2 separate regions of the Arabidopsis thaliana genome follow, and region 2 is linked to region 1. Evidence: chromatin contacts called from public ChIA-PET data. All regions are on one chromosome and are shown on one strand. The core of a region is the stretch at or near the end of the contact, and the rest is flanking DNA. Distances in the headings are between cores, read along the strand shown.

The links. ChIA-PET counts read pairs in DNA pulled down with a chosen protein or histone mark.
Region 2: an H3K4me3 ChIA-PET map of shoot shows a contact between it and region 1, with 12 read pairs. The contact joins the promoter of AT1G50380 here to the promoter of FTSH1 in region 1. A contact is called at or near these places in 1 of 26 Hi-C or Micro-C datasets (vegetative nucleus) and 1 of 2 datasets of contacts at active chromatin or transcription factors (shoot).

Annotation. Positions count from the first base shown.
Region 1 is chr1:18,615,230-18,618,604 of TAIR10.1, forward strand. It overlaps FTSH1 (FTSH protease 1), which reads right to left and starts at 1,926. Exons shown (of 5, transcript NM_103909.4): 1 at 376-1,926; 2 at 33-279. The coding sequence starts at 1,701. It overlaps NTMC2T5.1 (N-terminal-transmembrane-C2 domain type 5.1), which reads right to left. Exons shown (of 9, transcript NM_103910.4): 7 at 3,195-3,375; 8 at 2,988-3,114; 9 at 2,364-2,584. The coding sequence ends at 3,026.
Region 2 is chr1:18,660,319-18,663,815 of TAIR10.1, forward strand. It overlaps AT1G50380 (Prolyl oligopeptidase family protein), which reads left to right and starts at 1,948. Exons shown (of 11, transcript NM_001333432.1): 1 at 1,948-2,333; 2 at 2,481-2,764; 3 at 2,866-3,060; 4 at 3,280-3,497. The coding sequence starts at 1,964. FYPP1 (Calcineurin-like metallo-phosphoesterase superfamily protein) reads left to right here. Exons shown (of 10, transcript NM_103920.4): 5 at 40-150; 6 at 263-313; 7 at 419-562; 8 at 660-755; 9 at 845-916; 10 at 1,271-1,734. The coding sequence ends at 1,354.

The DNA.
Region 1 (3,375 bases), core at 676-3,175:
CTCCATTACATATAGTTAGATAAAATGCTAACCATGGTATGCAACAAGTCTCTTCTTCTCTTCAGAGACAACTGCATTCTTCTTCTCAGGTCCAGCAATGATCCTCTCAAGAGCATCAGAGATTTCATCCTTGCTTATTTCCTTAAGCTCACGCCTAGCCGCAAGAATCGCCGCTTCATTCATCAGGTTTTGTAAGTCAGCACCCGTGAAACCAGGGGTCCTTCTGGCAACCTTGTCAAAGTCCACATCTTTACCGAGTGCCTTCCCCCTAGAATGAACCTAAAATAAAACCAAACCCCATAGAGAGAAATAAGAATCATTCACATAACTCCATAGACAAACCAGTAACCTTTATAAAACAGCTATGAAAAGAACCTGAAGAATCTTGACTCTGCCAGCCACATCAGGCCTATCCACCGTGACCTGTCGATCAAACCTTCCAGGCCTCAACAAAGCCGAATCAAGAACGTCCGGCCTATTCGTAGCTGCCAAAACTATCACACCAGAGTTGCCAGAAAATCCATCCATCTCTGTCAACAGCTGATTAATAGTCTGTTCTCTCTCATCATTTCCTCCTCCCATCCCAGCTCCTCTCTGCCTACCCACAGCGTCAATCTCATCAATGAATACAATACAAGGGGCTTTAGACTTAGCCTTCTCGAACAAATCCCTAACTCTCGATGCACCCACACCCACAAAAAGCTCTACGAACTCCGAGGCCGCGCAAGAGAAGAACGGCACTCCAGCTTCCCCAGCCACCGCCCTAGCCAGGAGTGTCTTACCCGTACCAGGCGGTCCAACAAGCAAACACCCTTTAGGAATCTTAGCACCCAAGGCTGTGTACTTATCAGGATTCTTCAAGAAATCCACAACTTCCTGTAACTCCAACTTAGCTTGATCAGCCCCAGCAACATCTGCAAATGATACACCAGTCTCAGGCACTTCCTGGAACTTGGATTTAGAACGTCCGAAATCCATAGGACCACCCAAGCCACCAGGACCACCACCAGGGCCTCCCTGAGCTCGCCTGAAAAGCAAGAAGAGTCCACCAAAGGCCAAAAGCGGGAAAATCAAGTTTCCAATGACAGTGAACAAGTCATTGCCTGAGGATTCTCCTTCAGAGACGGATATATCAACTCCGTTCATAGCCAAGATATCAATAAGGTCAGGGTCGTTAGGGACGATGACTGAAGCACGGCGATTGTCGACGGCAGTAAGCTGAACAACAGAACCATCTTTGCTGAATCTAACTCTCTCGACTTTCCCTTTCTTCACAGCGTTAAGAAACTCGCTGTATCGCCACTGTGATCCTTCTGGGAGATCCGATGATTTAGGACTAGGAGCCTTAAGTATCTCGTTCTGAATGAACAATGGCGATGGCGTCGATGGCTTCACAGCTTGAGATTCTATAACGACAGACGGAGAAGCTGGTTCGTCCACTACAGCTAAAGCTAGCGGCGAAGATGAAATTGAAGATAGTAGAATAGCTGCTAAGGCTACTTGCGACGAGAATGGCGAATTGGGTTTACCATTTGGCGAATTTTCGTCTTGAGACGATCGAGTGATTTGGTATTTAGCACGGGAGACGAAGGAGAAAGGGAAAGAGGGTTTTCTGGTGGTTTTAGGGGTGGGAGATGAGATTATGATATGGGATCCTAAGAAGAAATTTGAAGAAGAACGTAGTAATGAGTTAGAAGCCATTGAAGCAGCTCTGTTTCTTCTTCTTCGTCAAGACTTGTCAAAATTCGAATTGAATTCTGAGAGAGAAGAAGCTACAAACGAGAAACGTGGAACAAAGGATCTTCTGGTTTTTAAGGAAGAGGAGATTAAGCAGAAGCCATGACTTCTCGAGTCCTTTCTACGTTTGCTACCTCATATCCACTCGTTAACTGATCGCAAAATGCCACAAAAATTAATTAATTTAATGTGCAAATTCGAAAAAACTTTGTAGTGGTCGGACAGTTCGGTTTAATTTTAAAAATTTAATTCAGTTCGGTTTGGATTATGTTCCGGTTCGGACAACTTCCCCACCAACTAGAACAGTCTTGTAAGCCTCAACAGAACATGGACGTGAGAGCTTCATTCAATACCATAACCATTATTGAGTCTGCCATCAGTGAGATCATGGAATTCAGCGGCGACACAACTAATCTGTCCCATGTTAACAAGAGGCTCCACCTTTTCGATCAGTCTATCTTTGTCAAACTTTATTTGAGAATCATGAAATACCACAATCTTACCATAAGGGAATGGAAATGAAGGATGGTTCCACGAACCAAGTTCTGCTCCTACTACCAATCCTATTGAAACAATCGATGATTATATTTTATTTCCGAAAAGTCAGAATTTTCTCTTTTTTTTTTGGTCAAAATATACAAAAGTTTCTATCTTTTTTTATGTACTGTATATCAACCACAAGTGTAAAGAGTAACACAACAGTGAGAGCTTGGACAGAATAGATCCAAACCTTCCTGCCTTTAGTAAGAGTCCCTCTTCTAATGGCTATTTACATACAAAATTAAATTACAAAACTGAGACCTCGTTATAAGCCATATCTAAGGTTGAGAAGAGATGACCACCAGACCTGCCACAAAATAAAGAGGCCTTGATAAGCTTATCACACACGGTAGGCAAAAGGTTGACATGAAAATATCTGGACTGAACTATGTCACACAAGGTAGAAGAATCAACTGACTCATTTTCAATTCACACATAATTTTATCAAATACAAAGCCTGATGTCCAGTTTTGACTTTCGGTACACTACAAGCAGCAGAAAGAGTAACAGAATCTACAATTTTAATGTTTCAAGTAGCATAATTATTCTAGGAAAAAAGAAGTTCAAGTTTGGTTCTTGACTATATGAACAAACCAGTGTTGTTCCACGTTCTAATATAAGGAAAACAACTGACAAAAAGAGAATCTGTCTGTCCAATCACATCAGGGGAAGAAATTTCAAGTTCTCGAGGTATATATTAAGAGACTTACTTGCAACAGAAATCTCCAGCGAGATGTATAGTACTATACTACGGGTTGAAGAAACTTGAGCCTTCCATGTTGATAGCAACAAGAACCAATATACCCGTGATAATACCGAACCACAGTAATGCTAATCCTGAAATTAGGAGGTTTTACAGTTTCAGGTCAAGAAAGCATAGAAAGGAAATCATCGTAAGAGATTGAGCCTCGGTATACCTCCATCACCGCCAGCTCCTCTACCAGAATTTGCAACTAACAAATCCAAATTTGATACATCTGCGTTTCTTTCAGACCCCTTACTAGTATCTGGCTTAGAAGGTACTGGTGCCCCAAGTGAGTCACCACCATCAATTATACCGTCTCTAGCTTCAGATGAAACTATGCCTTGAAACTCCTC
Region 2 (3,497 bases), core at 698-3,197, 45 kb after region 1:
AGTTTTCTTAAATTGTCGTACCAATTTTATATTTGCTAGGTGTATGGTTTCTATGACGAATGCCAAAGGAAGTATGGTAATGCTAATGCTTGGAGATATTGCACGGATGTTTTTGACTATCTTACACTTTCAGCTATTATAGATGGCACTGTAAGTATTTCTCAGCTTCTTTGGCATTGTGTTATGATGTGTTCTTGTATAATTTTATGAATGCATAAGTTAGCTGTATACCATATTAAAACGTATTGCATCCTCAATGTAGGTTCTATGTGTTCATGGTGGCCTTTCACCTGATGTACGGACAATTGACCAGGTTAAAATGTGCTATTTTAAATTACTTTTGGTTTTCACCATGCAAGTGTTATTTATGATTAGATTAAATCTCATTTACTCATTTAGATGTTATTTTGTTCTCTAGATAAGATTGATTGAGCGGAATTGCGAAATACCGCATGAAGGACCCTTCTGTGATCTTATGTGGAGTGATCCTGAAGATATTGAAACATGGGCTGTCAGTCCACGTGGAGCTGGTTGGCTTTTCGGGTCCAGGGTTACCACTGAGGTATTTATATTTTTTTCTGGGGTTGAAATTTGAATAAGGTGTGAAAAGAAATAAATGTATTTCAGTTCCCTGATCTGTGGTTTTGCTTCTTGTGCAGTTTAACCATATTAACAATCTTGATCTAGTATGTCGCGCTCACCAGCTTGTACAAGAAGGTCTCAAGTACATGTTCCAAGATAAAGGTCTTGTAACTGTAAGTGCCTTGCTTCCTTATGATCATTTTGGATAGTTGGAAGTATAATCTGCTTGGTGATGTTTCTTCTCTTTATTTTTTTTGTAAAGGTGTGGTCTGCGCCTAATTACTGCTACCGTTGTGGGAATGTGGCTTCTATATTGAGTTTCAATGACAACATGGTGAGGCATTTGTTTTCTCTTTTGTTACTGATCTGCCACAATATCTTGTTTCATGTTCTTCTTACTTTTATGCACTCGTCTTCGGATTCTACTTTTCCTTTTTGATTAAATAAGTTACTGCCTTTGATACTTGTCTCTCGACCCAAACATATACACATGAGTGACTCTTGTGAGATAGAGTTATGATGTTTAAGCCATTTATTTAGTAACAATTCACAGTTCGCGTGGAATCAGTCTGTCCATATTGATTGTGCTCTGTGTGTTACTTTTCATATATAGACCTGTTTCTGGGAAGTGTTTAGGATCTGGTCCTCACTGACAGTAATGATTTGTTAAAATATGCTTAATTACCAGGAAAGGGAAGTGAAGTTCTTCACGGAGACAGAAGAGAACAATCAAATGAGAGGGCCAAGGACAGGTGTTCCTTATTTCCTGTGATTCATGATGATGATCCTACATCATTATTAGTCTCGTATTGCTCTTATCAAGTTAGCCATTATCATGATTGCCATTGGCTTATGTTCTTTCAAGGTATATCTTCTGATGTTGTTTACACTTCCATTGTTTTTTTTTTCCTTTTTCCATTTTGGAAACATTTTCTTGTGAAAGTGAATGTCACTTTGGTAATTTTAGTGGTTTTGATGCACTTTAACCTGAACCTCTTCTGGATGTTATTATTATACGTGCTTTCTTTCTTGTTTTGTTTCATCTTTGTTCTGTAAGCAAGACCAATTTTTATCATCTCAGCTTATTTGCAGTTTAGCACGGTTTGATTAGGTTCTGGGTTAATCTCAGGCTTATAAAATTCATCAAGCTCAAAAATAGTCCACTACAAGAACATAGAAGACCATTAATCAACATTCAACAGTAATTTGTTTCTAATCTAATTATTTGGTTTTGTTCAATAATCCTAGCAAAAATTCACGAAAGAGTTAATAATTTTGTAACCGGAATCATAGATAGGCCGGTTTATCCAAACCGGATATGACCTGTCCTCTATTAACAAACTGGTCGCGAGTCTCTAGGCAACTAAAACGGACACGTAATATGATAATAAGGCGTGGACTCGTATCTCTCGGCACTCACTTTCTCGCGACTCGTAGTCGTCTTCTCCACTTCGATACTCCTCTCTCTTGCCTCGTTCCTCTTGTTCCTCGCCGCCGCTCTATTCTACGGCTGTCTTCTTCTTTTTCCTCTTCCTCTGAAACCGGAGCTGCGTCAGTGCGGTTGACATCACCGAGAGACATGGCGGAATCGAGATCCCCTCCTGTAGCGAAGAAGGTGGAGCATGTGATGGAGATGTTCGGTGACGTTAGGGTTGACAATTACTACTGGCTCCGTGACGATTCTCGCACCAATCCCGACATGCTTTCTTATCTTCGTGAAGAAAATCACTACACTGATTTCGTCATGTCTGGTGAGTCTTTTCAAGTTGCCTCTGTCAGTGACGTTGTGATACTTAGGGGATTAGGGTTTTTAGCTTTCCTTGTTTTCAATTTGGAGTATTAGTGACTTGTTGATTATGCAAGCTTGTGATAAATTAGACTGGAAAATAAAAATTCAGGGACCAAGCAATTTGAGAATCAGCTGTTTGCTGAAATAAGAGGGAGGATCAAAGAAGATGATATATCTGCACCTCTACGCAAGGGTCCTTACTATTATTATGAGAAAAATCTTCAAGGAAAGGAATATATTCAGCACTGTAGACGTTTGATCACTGACAACAAAGCTGAGCCTTCTGTCTATGATACTATGCCAACTGGTCCAGATGCTCCTCCTGAGCATGTGATATTGGATGAGAATACCAAGGCTCAAGAGCATGACTACTACAGAATTGGGGCCTTCAAGGTTTGACTAGAAAATAGACTTTAAAAATCGTCCTAAGAGATATCCTTTTCAAACTTGCTCTTTACTAACTTGATGTTTCATTTTCTTGATTCTTTTTATAGGCGAGTCCCGATCATAAATTGGTGGCATATGCAGAGGACACAAAAGGTGATGAGATATATACAGTGAATGTCATCGACTCTGAAGCCCTAAAACCAGTGGGGCAACAGCTTAAAGGACTTACTTCTTATCTTGAATGGGCTGGTAATGATGCTTTGCTCTACATAACAATGGACGAAATCCTGCGACCTGATAAGGTTTACCTTCAATCTTTTCCCACCCTACTGTCTTAGTGTATAGTACTGGAGGAAGGGATTAACTTTTGCATGAATATAGATTTTACCGTTTCGATCAATTGTTGACATTATACACCTCATAGATGCCATATTTTCTTACCAAATTTGACTGTACTTATTATGAGATACGTCAATATTTTTGGCTTTCATGTTCTGATCTTCATATATTCTTTGTAACAGGTTTGGTTACATAAATTAGGGACAGAGCAGAGCAGTGATGTATGCCTTTACCATGAGAAGGATGATATGTTTTCTCTTGAACTCCACGCTTCTGAGAGCCATAAGTATTTATTTGTTGCATCTGAAAGCAAAACTACAAGATTTGTCTTCTCGCTTGATGTGTCCAAGACTCAGGATGGACTCAGGGTGTTGACACCTCGTGTAGATGGAATTGATTC